Linked DNA regions of Mus musculus: all the other regions are linked to region 1. A link is a contact called in public HiCAR-type and promoter capture Hi-C data. All regions are on one chromosome and are shown on one strand. The core of a region is the stretch at or near the end of the contact, and the rest is flanking DNA. Distances in the headings are between cores, read along the strand shown. Region 1 holds the start of Slc39a8 (solute carrier family 39 (metal ion transporter), member 8). Region 2 holds the start of 4930579F01Rik (RIKEN cDNA 4930579F01 gene). Region 3 holds the start of Trmt10a (tRNA methyltransferase 10A). Region 4 holds the start of Dapp1 (dual adaptor for phosphotyrosine and 3-phosphoinositides 1). Region 5 overlaps Dapp1 (dual adaptor for phosphotyrosine and 3-phosphoinositides 1). Region 6 holds the start of Lamtor3 (late endosomal/lysosomal adaptor, MAPK and MTOR activator 3). Region 7 holds the start of Dnajb14 (DnaJ heat shock protein family (Hsp40) member B14).

Region 1 (2,537 bases), core at 24-2,523:
GCCCTCAACTACTTCGTAGACCTATCCGTTTTTCTATAGATCAACAAGTCCTCTGGTAGCTCAACTTCTCATTTTGGCTTGCCAGATCTCTAACTCAAGTCCCTTAATGCCCGGTGAACCAACCGGTGAGGATCAAATGACCGCTTCAAACTTGAAAAACTTCACGAAATCCTTTCTCTGGTGCTACTGCTCTGGGGATGGGAATCTGAGAAAACTGCAGAGAACGGGGCCACCCTTACCTGGTTGAAGTGCAGCTGGCCCAGGTCCAGCGCTCCCTGCTGGGATGCAGCCCCCAGACGCTCCAGCAGGCGCCCCAGCTGCGCGGCCGACAGGCTCCGGTTGGCGCCGAACACGCTCAGCACATCCTCACTGAAGGCGAGCTCCGGTCCCTCCGAGGGGTGTCCCAGGCTGGTGGCCGCCAGCAGCAGCAGCCCGGCCACTGCCCGGCCCGGAGCCATCGTGGAGCGCGCAGCTCCGGAGCTAGCTGATGCAGGGACCCGCGCCGGTGCCCCGGTGTCAGTGCCGTTAGGGTGGGGGTGGGAGGGTGCGCCGGTCCCGCGTCACTGCCTGGCCCAGTTAGCGAGACACTCCGTGCCCCCGCTCTGCAGTCTCAGACCTTCGGGGCATTGAAGAGGTAGAACAGCCAGAAGGGCGATAGGCAGTGTGGCCTCTCGGAGCCTCCTGCGGAGCCTGAGATAAAAGGAACAAAGGGGGACAGAGATAAAGGGCACTGGGTCAGCAGTCTGCGGGCCCCAGAGCTCTGAGTGGCCAGAGTCTCGAACTCCGAGCCGGGCGTGGGGCCAGCTGCCCGGAGCCTGGTTTGCTGAAGCCCCAGGATTTGCTTACAGTGTGGTGACTCTCGCTTGTCCCGGATATAAAGCCCCAACCGCGCCACACTTCGGGGAACTAAATCCTCTGACTGTGCAACCCCAACTCCTCTTCCTGTCTTGAGGCTTTTTTTTCCCGCCGCAGAAACGTGGAAGGGTCGGGACTGAAGCTCCCACCCCCCAAAAATCTGCAGAGAAACACTCCCTCGGGGTCCCCAGGTTCCCGCGTCTACGCTGGACCCTCTCTGCACAACTGGCTGTGAGCTTGGCAAGTTGAAACGGAGAAGTTGCTAGCCTCTCACCTCTACTGTCTATGTCAGCCCCTGAGGTTCAAATATATTCAAAATACTTCTCTCTCTCTCTCTCTCTCTCTCTCTCTCTCTCTCTCTCTCTCTCTCTCTCTCTCTCTCTGTCTGTCTTTCTCTCTCCTTTCTCTAAGAAACTCTGAGATCAGGCCCTGCACCCTTTAGAGATAAGAAGGGGAGGGAGAGTGTTGTCCCCGCCCCTGAAGCACGTGGTGTCACACTCCCCCAGGCTGATCTCCCAAGTGCGTCCACGCCGGGGCGCTTACCTCTCTGTCTGCCATCCCAGCCGCTGTGGTGCCTACTCCCTGGAGCCCACCTCCACGGTGGGATCCCTAGCCCCCTTCCTGGTGTCCCGGCCCACTTTTTTGGTGACCTCCATGAAATCAGCTTCCTGCAACGGTGTCTAGAGCCCCTTGCATTGTCTCAAAAATGAACAGGAATTGGTTTTTTGCCTCACTTCTTAAAAATCAGAGGAGAAAGAGGAAACCAAATCAGTCGCAAGTTGGTGGGCTAGCTGAGCCAGCAGGGGCCTCGCGGGCCCTTCCTGACGCCGCTCGGGATATCCGCAGATCACAAGGAATGTTTATTTGCTCAGACGAAGGTTCAAGAAAAGCTGAGTTGGGTGTCAGGTCAACAAGTTTGTGTAAAGTGAATGTGGTGTTTGGGGACAAAGGTTGTGTCCGGTGGATGAAACGATCTAGAAATAAAGAAATAAAGTGAAACCCGCTCGGCTGTCAGAAAAAGAATTCAAAGTGCTGTTCATGCCTTTCAGGATGGGTGTGTGTGTGTGTTTTACCCTCCTAAAAACAGCAAGTTTAAAAACAGGCAGACAGCTAACAGAAAAACAAGGTAGAAGGAAAAAGAAACTATTACTCATAAGAAATTTGGCGCTCTCCCTCTCTCTTTCTCTCTCTCTCTCTCTCTCTCTCTCTCTCTCTCTCTCTCTCTCTCTCTCTCTCTCCCCCCCCCCGTGTGTGTGTGTGTGTGTGTGTGTGTGTGTGTGTGTGTGTGTGTGTGTGGCAGGAGGGGGGGCGGGGGCGGGGGTGCTGGATTCTAGGAAGATGGGGGCCTAGGCAAGAACAACAGAAGGACTTTCCTGTGATAGAGGTGGGGATATGTTCCGTCTCACACCAGAGGCATTAGGCAGCTGTACAGGGCAGCTGCCAGGAGGAAGTTTTCTGCATAAGTGTGCCAAGCCTTAATGTGGAGAATAATTTCTTCATGACTGGAAGCAATTCAGATCAACAGATCCCAGGTGAGAAGCACTCACCTGTACATGACAAAAAGCCCTGCCTTGAAAGGCAGTGAACTAAATGATCCTGAGGCTGGACTCTTTCCAATTAAAAAAAAAAAAAAATCTGTCCGATGTTGGTATTAATTTACAGAACGGTACTGATGCTCAAAG
Region 2 (2,537 bases), core at 25-2,524, 2.4 Mb before region 1:
TGGCTTAAACCCACATCTGAGCAGTCTTCTCTTGTGGATGCCCCACAACACGATTGTTTATGCTACACATATAAACATTCTTTGCTTTTTGTTTTGTTTTGTTTTTGTTTTGCTTGTTTTTCTAGAAAAGCTTTCTCTCTATAGCCCTGGCTGTCCTGGAACTCACTCTGTAGATCAGGCTGGCCTCAGACTCAGAAATTCCCCTGCCTCTGTCTCCCAAGTGCTGGGATTAAAGGCATGTGCCACCACTGCCCGGCACATGTAAACATTCTTAATGTATGTTATGCCCCAGTCAGCTTCATGTTGCTATAATAAAATGTAAGAGACCAGCTGACATACAAAGAAAACAAGGTATGTTCAGCTCATGGGTTGGGAGGTTGACGGATGGAACAGAATGCTGCCAATTCTATGAAGACCTTGTGGTAAGGATGGTGGAGCTGTTGGGGGTGTATGTGAAAGGGGTGGAGAGGGAGTGAGCACATTACAAGACAGTAAACGGTAAAGAGTTAAAATGCTGTTTCTAGGAGCTCAGGAACACAAGCGCTGCATTTCTTGCTGTTACTCGCTAATCACTCCTGAGAAGTTTGTTAGACATCCGAGGAACTTTGCCCATTATTTGTTGTCACTTTGATTTTTCAGATAGGGTCCTACTCTGTAGCCCGGGCAATCTTTCTGTTTAATTCTCCCAAAGGCTGGAACTATAGGACTGGGTCACCACACCCAGCTTCTCCTCATTTTTTTTCCTCCCTCTCACTCTCCTTAATTTATTTTTAATCATGCATACAAAGTAATGGATTTCATTGTGACGTTCTTTAATACATACCTTGTTTTGTTCCTTTATTTTCCACCATCCCTTCCCTCACCATGCCCCTCCCCTCTCCTTCTGCCCCGCCCGCTTGCTCTCCGAGCCCTCCCCTTTCCTGTTATGGGTACTCTGTTATTCTCTTTTCCTCAACCTCCCTCCCCCGCCTTGAGACCGCCTCTTCCCACCCCTGAGACTCAAATGGTGTCCTTTCACAATGACTGGGAGGCCTTCCCAGCAACCCCACTGCCACCGCTGTTTCTGTCACATAGCACGCACTGGGCTGACTTTCTCCCTTTCCTCTTTTCCTGAGATCCGCAGCACATCCACCATACCCCGTCTGAAACCAGCAAGAGATGCACTGTGCCATGCTAGTGAAGCTGTGTAACAAGCGGCCTGGAGCAATGGCTGTTACAGAGTTCTGGAACTTAGATTTCCCACAATGCTGATCCGTTGCTAACCTATCTCCTCACAACCAGGGAGGCAGGCACCTGGACCCATTGGAGTGTGAGTGGGAGAAACTGAAGAGACACCGCTTTGCTCTTTTGGAGGCATCAGACAGTCAGCTGTTTCCATCGATAAAATCTCCTTAAGTCCGAGATTTAAGGAAATAACAAAATTCAGCCGAGACCCAATATGAGGCTGGAAGGCCATCGGCAGACCTGAGCTTCTATCAGTTAAATTATCTGCTTTTAAAGCCGTTCTCAGGTATAATTTTCTATTCATCGTTAGAAACAATTGCTAACATCTCGGGTATGCTTACTTATGAGTCTCAAATATGCTTTTTAAGGCATACAAGAACCAAGTAGGCCATTTTGAGAAAAAAGGATGCTGTCTTTTAAAGTTAGTCACTTATATTGAGGAGACCGTCCGTACTAACAGCACTGCACTATTCATAGAGACATTTATCTTGTGGGGAAAAATTGCTAGCCCATTTAACAGCAATTGTTGAGTTTATACCAGGTGTGTGCACAGCAGGAAAGAAGATGAAACACCGGGGTAAATCAAGGCACGCCTGATGATGACACCCTATTGAAAGGAGCCATGAAGAAGTGACATGTTTAAAAACAAAACGCAGGGAGGAGCAGGTGCTATGAAGAGTGCTTTGAAGAAGAAAAGGGGTTAGAAGGTGGTGAGGCTGGGGTGACAATGGGGATTGCTACAAGGGGGTGTTAGGACTCCTTTTGGAGAAAGTGCATACCCAGAACAATACATCCTGTATGAGAAGAAGTCCCAGGAACAACTGTGGTGTGTTCTGGGCTGGAAGAGTGGGAGAGCAGTGTTCATGATTCCAGCAACAGCTGTACAAGATGGCCACCGCACGTGACTTACAGTGCCTCCTTATCCTGTCTGTTCCCTTTGTAAACCCGTGTGCTATGTGTGTACTATTTTGAACTTAAGGGTATTAATATTTTATGCAAATGGGCAGGGCATTTTTTCTGAATAACATTAACTGGGTTTTTTCACCAATCCTTCTCTTTGGAGGATTGTATTTCCCTTATTTTAAATAAAATTCGATAATTTACTGATACATGGGTAGAATCAAGAGACCACAAGAAAGGAAATTTTGCTTTCGGAAGTATCTTTGAAACTTCTGTCAATTAATTTATATTAAATATATATACATACATACACACACACACACACACACACACACACACACACAAAGTTTTACTTGAATGTATGGGTATGCATCACGTGCACAAAGAGCTGTGGAAGCCAGAAGGCTTTAGAT
Region 3 (2,537 bases), core at 14-2,513, 2.3 Mb before region 1:
GTCTGAGGCTTCTCCCAGACCAGCAGTGATGCTTAAAGCACATTTTAATCCACTAATCCAAGTCTAACAAGTATTTAAGAACATTTTACAGAAAGATAAAACAACTCTGAGACTTTACTTTAGCATATCTTAAAAAGAAAAAACCTGGATGGTTAATTCTTGGATATAAGTTATCAGACAGGATTACAAAACTCAAAACTGAGTAATACTGACAAAGACTATCTGGTGTGGGGAAGAGCATACGTCACTTAATGCCAAAGACAAAAACCCGGCTGTTATCAAATCGACTAAAACGGCCCTCGTAGTCTTTAAGCTTTCTTTTCGGTAACTCTAAAATCAATACATGCCTACTTCAGGGTATTTTTATGTTATTTTATTTTTTTTTATTTTTAAACGCGTTGGTCTGTACCGCAGTAGCAATAGCCCTTTGTTCAGTTGTCAAAGTCCCTTTGGCTTGAGTTCTGGCTTGGGAGGGAATCTCAGGAGAGCTTTTTTTTTTTTTTTTTTTTAAATGAGTAATTTTACATCTCCGGACACGCAACCACATTTTAAACACAAAATATTTCAGTGGCAACCGGTAACGCGTCCATCTTAACCTCATCCTCAGCTGACCACGAGGCCGAGCCGCCTGGGCAGCAACTGCCCCTCGGCGCCCTTACATGCGACGGCCTGACCCAGGGAAGGAAAAAGAGGAAAAGAAGGGAAAACGGCTCGCCTGCCCTCTAGGCGCAACGCAGCGTTGCGACAAGCTACCCTGAGACTCCACATGGCTCCTTTCTGCCACACTTCCGGTAGGGACTCTCCTAAACAACAGAAACCCGGAGCGCACACCGCGGCGACAACCGGGCGCGCGCACGCCCCGAGCGGGGCCCTGCGCCCGCGAACGAACCGCAGCTGACCAATCACGACTCTGGAAGACGGCACGTGAGTGGCGAGGGGCGTGGAAAACGCACACCTGACGCCACTTCCTCCGCAAACCGGCAACTACTTCCCAGGCCCTCACCCTCTACTCCGGAAGCCTTGGTTGCAGCGGAGGCTAGGGTAGCTCACGCTCCTTTGGCATCCGAAAGGATACCAACGGGCAGGGGCACGACAGCCGCAGTGCCATATTTACCGTGCCGCGGGGCCGGTGGGGAACGCCGGGGTGCGGTTAGAAAGCCTTTCTGAAGTGTTCTCGGCTCCACGCGGTCGTCCTCCTTCAGAAACTTCAACTCCCAGAGGCAGAGGCGGTGGTTGCGCGCCCGGTTACGGCACTTACGGCTTACGTCATCGGACTGCGCTAACTCCAAACCGGAGAAAGAGGAGGAGCCTGTAGGGGGCGGGGTCTGGGCCTGGGTTTTGCGGGAATGGTTAGTGGCTACCGCGAGGCGTTTTTCCCGGTCAAGCGTTGCATTTCTACCCACAGGCCTGTGTAAGCTCGGGTCTCGAGGCGAAGATCGCCCCACTGAAAGAAATTGAAATGCGAAACAGACGAAATGCTCTTATTTTTTTCTGCGTTGAGAGGATGATCTAGTATTGCCCAACGTACTTCTAATTTATGTAAGAAAGTTACCAATGGTCTTTCATAAGTGAAAAAATTGTAAACTGAAATTTTTAATAGAAATTCATCGAACTTAGGAATTTTAAAGTTTTCTTTTTATGTCCTTAGTAAAACATAATACTTTACAGTCCATCCTTTGAGGTTTTGTTTATGCTGTTTTGCAAAACACTAGTGATATTTCATCGTTTGTAAATACTTGACCTTATATAATCTTTTTGCTAAATATAGACCAAGTCAACCGAGGGAAAAAGAAAAACCAAACAGTTGGGTAGGTTGGTCTTTTTGTAGTTGTTTTGTTTTAATTTGGCTTTTCTGATGGATGAATCTGTAGAATTTGCAGATAAAAAACTATTTTTCAAATAAAGACCCATCATTAGATTTTTCTTGTTGCTTGACCTTTTGAACTTGTTACAGGCTCTTAAATGAACTGAATCGTCTCTGAATTTAGTGTGTGGGGGAGATCTTTTTTAAACTCTGTTTTTATTTGGAAAAAGATGTGGATCACATGCTCTGTGTTGTGGATCTCTCAAATCTTAGAGATTTCTGTTAACTGAACATTGGCAGTAAAATGTGAATCCACTTATGAGCTGTTAGTAGGGCATCTTTTTTCGGCTGCCTCCGTATCAGGGCAGAGAGTAGCTGAGGGAGGGTTAGTAACTGGATATGGAGCCCTTCACATGTAGGTCATTAAATTCAGGCTGGCAGAGTGGTGTGCCAGATCTTTCAGCAGCTGTTCTGTTGCCCTTATGGGATCTGTCTTTAAAATAACGGTACAGTTTTAGAGGTAATGCCTAGCATCCTTGATATCTAAAAGAGTTTTTAAGTTAGGAGAAAAATCCTCATTTTTATGATGTGACCAAATTTGACTTGGTTATTTGATCTCATGGTTGCAGAATCAATCCAAAGTATGAAAAAAAAAAAAAAAAAAAGGTACGAGTAAAAACTGCAGTTTAGCCAAAGAAGCATATAAAAGTTTAAGATAAAGTCCTGTGATGTA
Region 4 (2,537 bases), core at 20-2,519, 2.2 Mb before region 1:
ACTGCCTCTAGGCACTGAGGACTTTCTCACCAGAGAAAGCCAGAGTCCCAGGAACCATTGGGAAACAGAAGAGAGGACGGTTCCTAAGGAGACATTGGCAGCCTGTGTAGAACAAGGTCTTCGTTCTATCAGTCTCTTTAGGATACCAAATGGAACAGCCCTCAGATGAACCCTAGTTCATCTTGGGATATTGGAGGGGGAACATGCAGAGAGAGAGCTCTTTATCCATCCACTGATACACATCCAGGCAGATGGAATTTCCTCTTTATGAGTCTAAACACCACTGCATCCAGGGTAGTTCAGCCTACTGGGTACACCCCGGACAGCGTAGCTCAGCCTACTGGGTACACCCCGAACAGCGTACGTAGCTCAGCCTACTGGGTACACCCCGGACAGCGTAGCTCAGCCTACTGGGTACACCCCCGGACAGCGTAGCTCAGCCTACTGGGTACACCCCCGGACAGCGTAGCTCAGCCTACTGGGTACACCCCCGGACAGCGTAGCTCAGCCTACTGGGTACACCCCCGACAGATGCTGTTCTTTAACTTTCTTCTGCCTTCTTACTCAGTCCTTTGCCTTGTTTGTTTTTTAAACAGGGACTCACATAGCCCAGGCTGGACTCAAATTCACCAAGTAGATGAGGATAGCCTTGAACTTCTGACTTTTCTGCCCCTACCTCTAGAGTGCTGGGATTACAGGATCTTATGGGGTGCGGGGATGGAACCCAGGTCTTTGGGCATGTTGGCGACAGCCTCTGCCCCCAAACCTTCTTCCATAAGAGAAACAAGTGTTCCCCTACAGAAACCTCAAGGGAATATTGGAAAGAAATCCTGAGCCAGTACCAGAAACAAAGTAGGTTAGAGCAGGACTGGTTGTTTACCTATAATTTTTTTAACCCCTTCAGAAGATGTATCTGACGTCGAAGCTTCCTCGGTGTTCCTTGTGCCGCTGTGTGAGGTGGGTGTGCGCGTGCACATAGCCCCCTCCCCGCCCCCCCCCCCAAACTACAGGCAAACCCTGGTAAGGAGAAGCTACAGTTTGGACTCCTAGAAAGAGTTTGACCTAATCGCCCCATCCTGGTTGGGCGGGTGGTCCTTCTGTTTTCTTTGGCAAAATCTAACTTGACAATACGTTGTGGTGACTGAGGTGCTCTGCTGCCAGAGGGGTTAGTTAGCACACTTCCTGACTGACAGAACACCCCTGCCTATGCCTCAGGCCCACGGTGGCAGAGGCAGTGTGGGAGGAGCAACCAAGTTTCACTTCCTTGCTAGCCAGAGACTCAGCCCCAGCCGGCTCCTGCCTTAGCGAGGAGGAGCAGCGCGTCCAGCAGCAGCCGATCCCATCTCTCTCTTCATACAGCACCTGGCGGGGAGTCAGCCATCAGAAGCAAAGGAACTTATGGGCAGAGCAGAACTTCTAGGAGGGAACATGAGTACCCAGGATCCCTCAGAGCTGTGGGGCAGAGCAGATGGAGGCACAGACCTGCTCCAGGATTTGGGGTAAGAGCGCTTTTTCGATGAGTACAACTTCCCAGTTCCTTGAAAAATCGCCGCTCTGACCAGTGTTTCCAGGATTCGAGTCTCTTCCCACTGCCACCTGATGGTCGTCTACCTGGCCAGTTTAATTGACCTGTAGGAACTTCCTTCTGGGGGCGCTGATTCATTGTAAAAGTGTAAGATATTTTTCTAAAAGTGAGAACAGTTACACTGAGAGAATGTGATAAAAAAAAAATCAACTTTTGGGCATCCTTCAGCAGCTGGGGAGTGTGCATACAATCGTCTGTTTCTTTGATACTGGGCTAGTTTATCATTAAAGTGAGGTGGAAGAACTCTGAGTGCACCTCTTGGCAGTGAACTGTGTCACTGGTTCCATAAACAGAAAGACTACACGGCTGTGAGTAAGAGGGATTTTTTTTTTTTTTCAAAAGAAAAAGAATGAGGAAGTTTGTACGACAATCATGTTTCTACGGTGCCTCCTTCTCACACAGCAATGGGAGCTCTTTCATAGCCTTTAGACACAAGATAACAACAGCCTGGCTTCAGATAGACAGGTTTAGGTTAGGTGACATCATCAGAGTTCATCAGAAGGGACCCTGATGACACAGCTCATCCGGACATTTAGTAAAGAAAAAAGGGCTACTCAGACAAGAAAGGAGGTTTCCTTGGAGACAAAGCCTTGCACCTACACGCTTGTGTTTCCCAAGAGAGAGGACTCTGGACCTGTTGTCTACCTAAGTGGCTGGAATTCCTCATCACCCAATGACATAAAGACATACTGTCACCTTGCATAGGATGGCAATAAACACGAAAGGGTTTTAAACCCCATCTTATCGGTCACATCAGTGAAATAACAAAGCTGAGACAGCTACCTGCCAGAGGCCCCATCCTCCTCTGAGAATGGGTTGAAATTTCTGTTTACACTAGAGATTGTATCATTTTATATTGTGTTACTGTAAAATTTCTCACGGCACTATGCTGGCACAGCAAGTAGAGGTGCTTGCGGCTAAGCCTGGCTAAGCCTGAGATTGAGTCCTGGGA
Region 5 (2,537 bases), core at 24-2,523, 2.1 Mb before region 1:
GCTGCTTGAGTCTAATCTAGTCGTGCAGCTATCTCTGTCCTTACTAGACTGGATGCTCACTGAAGATGGGAGACATTCATTTTTTGTAGCCTGTTTATTGATTCATTTCCTATCCAGAGAGGGTCTCCTTCACAGCCCAGGCTGACCTCAAGCATACAGTCTTACTTCTCAACATCCAGTGTGAGGATTAAAGGCATAAACAACTATGCCCGTTGAATGTTTATTCTGCAATCTTCTATTGTCTCTTTTAACTGGATGCTCTGCCAGCTGAGACAGATCAGGGCATTATTAAGACATAGGAAGGAAACAGCAGCAACAGTTTCTGCTGTTGAGTCCAGAGAAGAGTCAGAGTGTCATGTGATTAAAGGATTCTAAACTTCAACTGTATCCGCTTTAAAGTAATAATAATAAATAATAATAGATGACATTACTTTATATGCAATGGGTAAATATGCATTATATATAAATGAAGTTTCAAGAGTATACACCAAATATACATAAATTTCTGGGGTGGTGACATAGCTCACAGAAGGGTCTCAAAGTTGATAGCAATTTTTATTATAGCATTAATAAAACAGAAACTTAAATGGCTTGTTATAAATCACCTTGAATATTTAAAACACCTGGTTCTATTCATTTAAATAAACTCGTGGTATTTCTATTGTGATCTTGGAACATAGATTCATCTTATTTTTTTATAAGTATTTTGAAACTTTCCTCAAAAAAAAAAAAATACCCCCAAATATTTTAGGCTTATTTCATCTAATCCTTTATATACTTTTAAAATGAAAATAAACCATCAAGTTTAGATATTACATTCTTGTATTCAAACAAATTTTCTCCCCTTAGACCTGGAAAACAAGATGGTTTACTTTGCAAAGGAACGAACTGAAATATTTCAAAGACCAGATGGTGAGAAAGACATGCGTACCCTCCCCTCCCCCACTCTCCCCTCTTCTCTCACCCTCACCCCATCCCCACTCCCGCCGCTGCTTAGGTGTTGGTTCCGTGAGGTTCTAGACATCCTCTGAAACAAGAGTCTAGAGACCCAATTATGAGGGGGCGGGGCACACTGGCCACAGAGTTTGTTCGGAGATCAGAGACAACCTATGGAGTTGCATCTCTCCTTTCAATAAGCAGTTCATGGGAATCAAACTCGGATTATCAGGCTTGATTTGACCACAAACATCTTTACCCACTGAGCCATGTTGCCAGCCCAGGATCGGGGCTCTTGATCCTGATCTATTCTGACTCTGCTAAAATGAGGGCTCCCTCCAGAGGCTGCTGATTGGTCAGTGCAGCTGTCGCTCTCCGCAGTATTTGGCTCCCTCTGCTTGGGACAAAGGAATTCTTCCTTTGCCTTCTTGCCTAGGAGGCAATTTCCCCTTGCCTTAAATGCATATCCAGGGCTGGAGAGATGGCTCACTGGTTAAGAGCACTGACTGCTCTTCCAGAGTTCAATTCCCAGAAACCACATGGTGGCTCCCAACCATCTATAATGGGATCTCATGCCCTCTTCTGGTGTGTCTGAAGACAGCTACAGTGTACTCATATAAAAATAAATTTAAAACATCTTTAAAAAAAAATCTCCGTTCTCATTAAAATAAATAAATAAATAAATAAATAAACAAAAGTATGTCCAGTGCCCAGGTTCGTTTTATCATGCCAACTTAAAATGATTTACTTTTTCTTTATACAAGAGTTCAGCAATAGTAGAAGTTTCTAAAAGATGGGAGAAAATATGACTCCTTCCTTAAAAATCTACATCGATCTGATGTAAATTGACAAAAGGGGCATCCATCTTTTTTTTTTTTTACAAAAAATAAAATTATTTTATTTTTAAATAATGTGCATGAACATGTGCCTGTGTGGTAGTATGTACCCATGAGTATTGGTACCAGGTCAGAGGCATTGAACCGGTTGGTGCTAAAGTTACAGGCAGTTTTAAATTGCCTGGTATGGGTGCCGGGAATCGAACACTGATCCTCTGGGAGAGCAGATCACCCTCTTAACCACTGAGCCATCTGTATGGCCCAGCAATGTCTTCCCAGTGCTTAATCCATGAAAAGCTAGATCCCAAACCCCAGCGTGTGTCTCCCCTGTGTCAGGCTTTGCCATCATCTGTTATCTTAATGAAACTGACCGTTGCTCGCAGCAGAAACCTTGCTAAGGGATGGACACGCGCATTTGTTTATTTATGTGACATCATTTCGTTTTGTTTTTCAGTCACCAGAACCAATTCGGATCCTAGACCTAACAGAGTGCTCAGCTGTTCAATTTGATTACTCACAGGAACGAGTAAACTGTTTCTGGTACGATATATTCATAAAGGAAATGTTTCTAAAAGTCTTTTAAGCCAAGGAATCAAAAGCTATCTATCTTCACGTGTACACATCTGGATGGAGGGACAGGGACCTAACCTCACACGACGGTGTGGCATGCTAGGAGTGCCTCCAGTTACACAGGCCACAATACCTCCTCTAAAGTGGCTTCAACAAAGAGGCAGGCTGTCTAGGTTCAGGCTGTGCACTGCGCAA
Region 6 (2,537 bases), core at 17-2,516, 2.1 Mb before region 1:
TCATCTCTGACGTGTATAACTTGGGAGAAGTTAGTTAACCTTTTTCTAGGCCTCAGTTTCATTATATGCTTCGTTACATGTCTACAGGGATAATCACAGACCCTACAACCTAAGAACGCTGTCAAAGGTTAGTAAGGGCTATGTCAGTGTACTTGGAATTGGGACACACAAATACAGATTTGCTGTAAAATGAGGTCACGTGCTTCCTAATATTTTACATCCGGATGCTACCGTATTCACTTGAGAATCCTCTATAAATCTCTTCCCATGTCCGGGCATCCAGATTGCCCATGAATTTTTTTTTTTAAATGATCCTAATTCCGATAAACTATTCTAACATTCAGCTTCTTGGCAAAGATACTGACAATTATGACCTCCACTCTAAATGTGTGCTGTTTTGAACCTCTATCTCCCAAACTGAATGAGTGTCCTTTCCCACGTTACCACCACAAACTTACTTTTGCTCTCGTCTTAAACAGACACATAGAAACGGAACATAGCTTGTTAAGGGGGCACGCGTTAGCCATCCTTTTAGACTCCCAACACTGCCTACTGAGACACCAAGAGCATTATTTACTGGGAGAGGATTCAGAGCACTGTCCTATGAACAGGTACTGACTGGAAGGGCGGCCAGTCATCCTTCAGAATTTCCAGTGCCACCCACACAGAGTTCTTGTATGCTCCAATAGGATTAGGAGGTGGAAGAATATATAGTTCTCTGAGGCTAAAGCACCTTAGTGGCCCATCACAACCGGTCCTGACAGAAGCTCAGGCCCCTGCAAGTCCTTACTACAAATCCAGGAAGAGAGGCGAGGCTGAAACACATTTCTACCTTTCTCCTCTCAGAAGCCGTATGCAAACCTCCCACCTCCCCTTTTTCTTGGGAAGGGGTGTCAACTTACATCCGCCATGATGAACCCCTTTTCCTCGCAGAATCGATCTCCACTCCTGGAAGGAAAACTTCCGTGACTTCCCCCGCACCCGAGGCTTAGTCACCCTCTCCAGACCCAGACAGCATCACGAGATCCACCCTCTCCAGGGCCAAGCGAGAGCCCTGGATCTCCGTCAAGGGAGTGGGGAGGTTCCCGGGGACCCTGCCCGGTGGCCAGCCCACCTCTCCCCACCCACTCTGTCCCCGAGCTGAGAGGAGCGGCGACCTCTGCAGACGCACGCGCGCTCCAGCCTGGGAAGACCTGCCCCGGTGTTCCCGCAGTTCAGTCGCCTCTCTGAAGCCGCCTGTCAAGTCGCTGTCACATTACTCGTGACCTCCGCGGGATCCAGGAAGCACTTGCTGCACCCTCCAGTACCGGGACTCGGAACTTCCGGGGAGACCCGGGCGGAAATTGCGCGCGCGGCCGCCCCGCCCCCTGGAGGCTTTTTTTTTTTTTCCTGCGCCTGCGCGCTGCGCCACGAGCAGCTGGGTTGGCATCTGCGGTCCTTGCACCTTAATTTCCATCCAACTCACCTACAACGGAAGATGATCCTGTGCGGAGTATGTGTACACCTTTCCCAGACCCATTATGTAAATCTTTATGAATGAAGACGTTTGAGGAGAACAAACTGAGCAGCCTACTTATTAGAAGTCCCAGGTCCTTGGATAACCTAATTTACAAGCCAGTTTCCTAACGGTGCTGCTACCACATGTTCTCTTGGGTTTTTACCTAGAAGTGCAGGAGCCATGGGCCTATGGGCTCGTTTGCTAAGTCCGTTTTGAACACGCATGCACTGGGCTGCCTGCTTTGGCTCTTGGGCCTGCATTTGTTGTATCTTCTTAAAATAAAATAAAAACTGCCTATATTTTTTGTTGGTGTTTGTACATTCAAGAAAGCCCACTGTAAGGGCAAGGCAAGAAAGCTTAGCAAAAGGGAGGCTTCTCCATTTGCTTTGGCCCGGTGTTTCTCATTACTGACGCGTTGATAACTCTTTTGTGGTAGAGGGCAGCCATGTAATCCGCTTAGGAGACTCTGGTAGAAACCCTGAGGACAAACGAAAATCACCTGGGATCTAAATACTCCCCAGTGGCTGCCTGAGCTGGGGGGAGTGGGGGGAGGGCGGGGAGGGGGAATGGAAGCTGATGGCTTTTGCTGCAGATGTTAACAGTCGTGTACCGTTAAAGAAAACGGTAAGCTCTCTAGGAGCACCTACTTTGGAATTCTTTTACTAAATCGCCACTCAAGTTTCTTTTCATTTCCACAAAGTTTTAATACTTTTATTCTTTGAGAATTTCATACAATGCATTTTGATCATATTTACCCCTGACTCTTCTGCTCTAACTCCCCTTAGGTTCACCCCCATGTCTGTACCCTTCAAACTGTGTCCTCCCCCCCCGCCCCCATAACCTATCAAGTCCAGTTTGGGCTGATCATCTCCGGGGCCTGTGGGACTAGCCAATGGAGCATGGCCAACCTACCAGAGATCACCCTTAAAGAACACTGACACCTCTCTCAGAAGCCATCAATTGCCCATAGCACTTCAGTGTAGGTAGGCTCACCAACCATCCCCACTGCATGCTAGAATGTTGGCTGGCTTGATCTCCG
Region 7 (2,537 bases), core at 14-2,513, 2.0 Mb before region 1:
CCTGCCCTGTCCCAATGCTAACAAAAAGGTAAAGTGAAAATCAGCAGAGATAAAAGGCTTCAACGATGTAAAAAGAATTAAGAAAACAATAAATTAAAACAGGGGGCTGCTTATCAAGTTTCCTCTTAATCCTCTTAACCTGGAAATTCTTTCAACAACAGTTAAATGTCATCCTATGGGCATGGGAAAAAAAAAAAAAGACAAAACCAAAAAACGGTAGTAAAGGCCTTGTAGAGATTAAAACTCAGTGCCTATTATGACTTTGCCCATTCCTATACGACCTTGGGCAAGGTATTTTCATTCATTTCATTCATTCATTCATTCATTTGGCAAAAGTTTCTGCACATGGTCAAATAACACGGTACTTTTCTGAGGAATAAGAGGGGCATATAAAATACTAGGCACAACTCGTGGCGCTTTGTGAGTGTTGTGTTGACTGTAGAGTTAGACAATGAATAAGGTGAATTAAAGTAGGGTAAGTCCATAGCCTACTCTTTAGCGATGTACCGAACTTGCGGGTACTTACGGTGCCATATCAAACCAGACACTATTTAGGAATCATCAATAACTTCACCATCCCTTTCGAAAGTGGAGCTGTCTTGTAAGGGCTCTCTCCTCCCTGGGAAAAGCAGTGTCATCTAAGGTATTCGAAGATACTTGCTTAAGGAACGGACAAATTACAGAACCCGGGGATGGTGAAGCCCGAGAAGCCGCTGGAGTCCCCGCTCCTGTCACTTCACAGGGGCCTAGGCTGATCTGGGGAGGGGACCCGTCACCCAGCACCCCACAGCGCCCCGCCTGTGTCCCTGAGTGCTGGAGCGGCCGCGGCCGGCGGGGCGCAGGGCGCGGGGGCCGGGGTCACGGCGGGGGCCGGGGCTCACCGCGCGCGGCCGGCAGCGGGTACAGCTTCTCGGCCTTCTGGAGGAAGCGCTGGGCCTTGTCGCGGTTGCCGGCGCTCAGGGCCTCGCGAGCGATCTGCACGCATTTCTCCGCCTCGTCGCGGTTGCCCTCCATGGCTCGCGCCTGCCTCGGTGTCCGCGGCCGCGCAGCTGCGAGGGGGGCCCGCCGCGGAGGAGGCGAGGCGGCCGGGCGGGGCACGGCGCGGCACGGCGCGGGGAGGAGCGGGCACCGCGGCGGCGGCCCGGCGACGGGCGGCCTCGCAGCTCCGCCTCCTCACGGCCGCCTCCCCGCCCCCCGCGGCCGCAGCGGCGCCAGCCGCGTCCCTCCCGGGCCTGGCGGACCGTAAAGCCGACGCGGTAACCCGGGAGGAGGGCGGGGAGGCCGTGGGTTGGCGGAGCGCGGACGCCCCGGCCCCTAGGCTCCGGTGTGGCCCGGAGCCCGCCTTCCGCGCCACCGGGGTGGGGACAGGGACCCTCACGACCAGATCCACAAGGATCAGAGGCCAGGCCTCCTGGCCCTTAGGTCTTGGGAAGCCCTGGGCCTCCGTTAGGGAGTGATTGCCGCATGGATTCGTCCTACAGGCGCTTCCTGCTTTGGATCGGAAGCCCTGGAACCCCCAACCCCCGCAGTTCCCCAGCCCTTCTCAGCGGCACATCTGACCCACCTGCCACCTGGCAGGTACAATGCAGCTCTTTGGGTTAAAGCAGCTGTAAGGCAGGAAGTTCTTTCATCCACATAGGCTGCTTAAGCACCTCCTATTCTGTTTGATTTGCTCCAGGAATTAGGATACATGTCTTAAGGCTCAGGGAGGGGAAAGGGGTCAATGTATAATAATGGAACATGCTTGGCATGAATCAAGATGTGACTAGCATTTCACACCTGTGTCTGGTCACTAAAAGCAAATTATATCCGAAGTTCATTCGGTGGAGGTACTTTCGTTGTACCCTGAGGGTCTCTGTACTTGTGTCCCACCTTAGGATACAGGCCCTTTCACATTAGTTAACTGTCAATTGGGGGGGGGGGGGACGCCAAAAGCAGTTACCTCCAGCTTCTTCCCAAGTTTTAAGACCCTAAGAGGTCATATGATACAAAGAAACAACAAAAGTACCACGGGGTTATGACTACAGATGCACTGTTTAATTAGTAAGCAGAGAATGTACTTGTTGCTGAGTGAGATCTAAGGTAAGTCCCGATTATTAAGCAAGTTTAAAGCTAGTTTGGGATATGACCTTTATTGAGCTTATCCACCAGAGTGGAAACAATGTCTGTACAAAACCAAATGCTTGTTACTATAACTTCTGCATCACAATTAAAATCCAAACAGTTTTTTAAAAACAGTCAACTCAATCAAAACCCACTACTTCAGAATCAATAGCTTCTTTGAAGCCACAGTAACACTTAAATATGGTTAAGACTCGAATGCAGAAATTTGGTTGGTTGGAAGGCTAATTAAGCCTCCAACTTGCTCAAATAGAATTACAAAAAGGCAAAATTGTGTTTTTCACAGAGATACAGTCCACTGGAATCACCAACACTGGACAGCTGTTAGGAATATTTAGAGTCCTGAGATAATAAGGAATCCAGGCATCCTTAAACAGTCTTCTGTTGTCCTTTCTTCCCGATCAGCGATTTGTGGA

What was found. Promoter capture Hi-C pulls out the DNA fragments that hold promoters and counts their contacts. HiCAR-type assays count read pairs that join an accessible place to other places. Capture Hi-C pulls out chosen DNA fragments and counts their contacts.
Region 2: a contact with region 1 is called in a promoter capture Hi-C map of hippocampal neurons, with 4 times the contacts expected there. The contact joins the promoter of 4930579F01Rik here to the promoter of Slc39a8 in region 1. A contact is called at or near these places in 2 of 39 promoter capture datasets (hippocampal neurons and liver).
Region 3: a promoter capture Hi-C map of adipose tissue shows a contact between it and region 1, with 4 times the contacts expected there. The contact joins the promoter of Trmt10a here to the promoter of Slc39a8 in region 1. A contact is called at or near these places in 9 of 39 promoter capture datasets (the 3T3-L1 cell line, the C10 cell line, cranial neural crest and 5 more), 2 of 484 Hi-C or Micro-C datasets (CD4 T cells and uterus), 4 of 115 datasets of contacts at active chromatin or transcription factors (astrocytes, neural progenitor cells, pro-B cells and 1 more) and 1 of 9 other capture datasets (adipose tissue).
Region 4: a promoter capture Hi-C map of pre-B cells shows a contact between it and region 1, with 7 times the contacts expected there. The contact joins the promoter of Dapp1 here to the promoter of Slc39a8 in region 1. A contact is called at or near these places in 4 of 39 promoter capture datasets (hippocampal neurons, liver and pre-B cells), 1 of 484 Hi-C or Micro-C datasets (B cells) and 2 of 115 datasets of contacts at active chromatin or transcription factors (large pre-B cells and pro-B cells).
Region 5: a promoter capture Hi-C map of embryonic stem cells shows a contact between it and region 1, with 4 times the contacts expected there. The contact joins the enhancer-like site here to the promoter of Slc39a8 in region 1. A contact is called at or near these places in 4 of 39 promoter capture datasets (cranial neural crest, embryonic stem cells, liver and 1 more) and 1 of 115 datasets of contacts at active chromatin or transcription factors (large pre-B cells).
Region 6: a HiCAR-type map of astrocytes shows a contact between it and region 1, with 6 times the contacts expected there. The contact joins the promoter of Lamtor3 here to the promoter of Slc39a8 in region 1. A contact is called at or near these places in 5 of 39 promoter capture datasets (the C10 cell line, cranial neural crest, frontonasal cranial neural crest and 2 more), 2 of 115 datasets of contacts at active chromatin or transcription factors (astrocytes and extraembryonic endoderm stem cells) and 1 of 9 other capture datasets (adipose tissue).
Region 7: a promoter capture Hi-C map of liver shows a contact between it and region 1, with 5 times the contacts expected there. The contact joins the promoter of Dnajb14 here to the promoter of Slc39a8 in region 1. A contact is called at or near these places in 11 of 39 promoter capture datasets (the 3T3-L1 cell line, the C10 cell line, cranial neural crest and 7 more), 1 of 484 Hi-C or Micro-C datasets (B cells), 11 of 115 datasets of contacts at active chromatin or transcription factors (astrocytes, cardiomyocytes, embryonic forebrain and 8 more) and 2 of 9 other capture datasets (adipose tissue and liver).

Annotation. Positions count from the first base shown.
Region 1 is chr3:135,824,393-135,826,929 of GRCm38.p6, reverse strand. It overlaps Slc39a8 (solute carrier family 39 (metal ion transporter), member 8), which reads right to left and starts at 1,273. Exons shown (of 9, transcript NM_001135149.1): 1 at 1,130-1,273; 2 at 240-690. The coding sequence starts at 458.
Region 2 is chr3:138,192,568-138,195,104 of GRCm38.p6, reverse strand. It overlaps 4930579F01Rik (RIKEN cDNA 4930579F01 gene), which reads left to right and starts at 1,274. Exons shown (of 9, transcript NM_001374685.1): 1 at 1,274-1,510.
Region 3 is chr3:138,142,174-138,144,710 of GRCm38.p6, reverse strand. Trmt10a (tRNA methyltransferase 10A) reads right to left here and starts at 1,263. Exons shown (of 8, transcript NM_175389.5): 1 at 1,115-1,263. It also overlaps a transcript of Mttp not described here.
Region 4 is chr3:137,980,281-137,982,817 of GRCm38.p6, reverse strand. Dapp1 (dual adaptor for phosphotyrosine and 3-phosphoinositides 1) reads left to right here and starts at 1,269. Exons shown (of 9, transcript NM_011932.3): 1 at 1,269-1,499. The coding sequence starts at 1,399. All of the region lies in intron 2 of Gm19708 (a long non-coding RNA gene), which reads right to left.
Region 5 is chr3:137,937,512-137,940,048 of GRCm38.p6, reverse strand. It overlaps Dapp1 (dual adaptor for phosphotyrosine and 3-phosphoinositides 1), which reads left to right. Exons shown (of 9, transcript NM_011932.3): 6 at 850-912; 7 at 2,227-2,312. Among named protein-coding and RNA genes, the nearest start is that of Gm19708, 5.0 kb to the left of the region's middle. Within about 2 kb of position 1,273, at least 14 of the 459 cell types and tissues checked have an H3K27ac peak or open chromatin away from gene starts, as enhancers often do. A contact at or near this core is called in embryonic stem cells, where this site is marked.
Region 6 is chr3:137,917,284-137,919,820 of GRCm38.p6, reverse strand. Lamtor3 (late endosomal/lysosomal adaptor, MAPK and MTOR activator 3) reads right to left here and starts at 1,266. Exons shown (of 7, transcript NM_019920.2): 1 at 1,158-1,266; 2 at 903-948. The coding sequence starts at 911.
Region 7 is chr3:137,866,401-137,868,937 of GRCm38.p6, reverse strand. Dnajb14 (DnaJ heat shock protein family (Hsp40) member B14) reads right to left here and starts at 1,263. Exons shown (of 8, transcript NM_001033155.1): 1 at 882-1,263. The coding sequence starts at 1,014. H2az1 (H2A.Z variant histone 1) reads right to left here. Exons shown (of 5, transcript NM_016750.3): 5 at 2,016-2,537. The coding sequence ends at 2,491.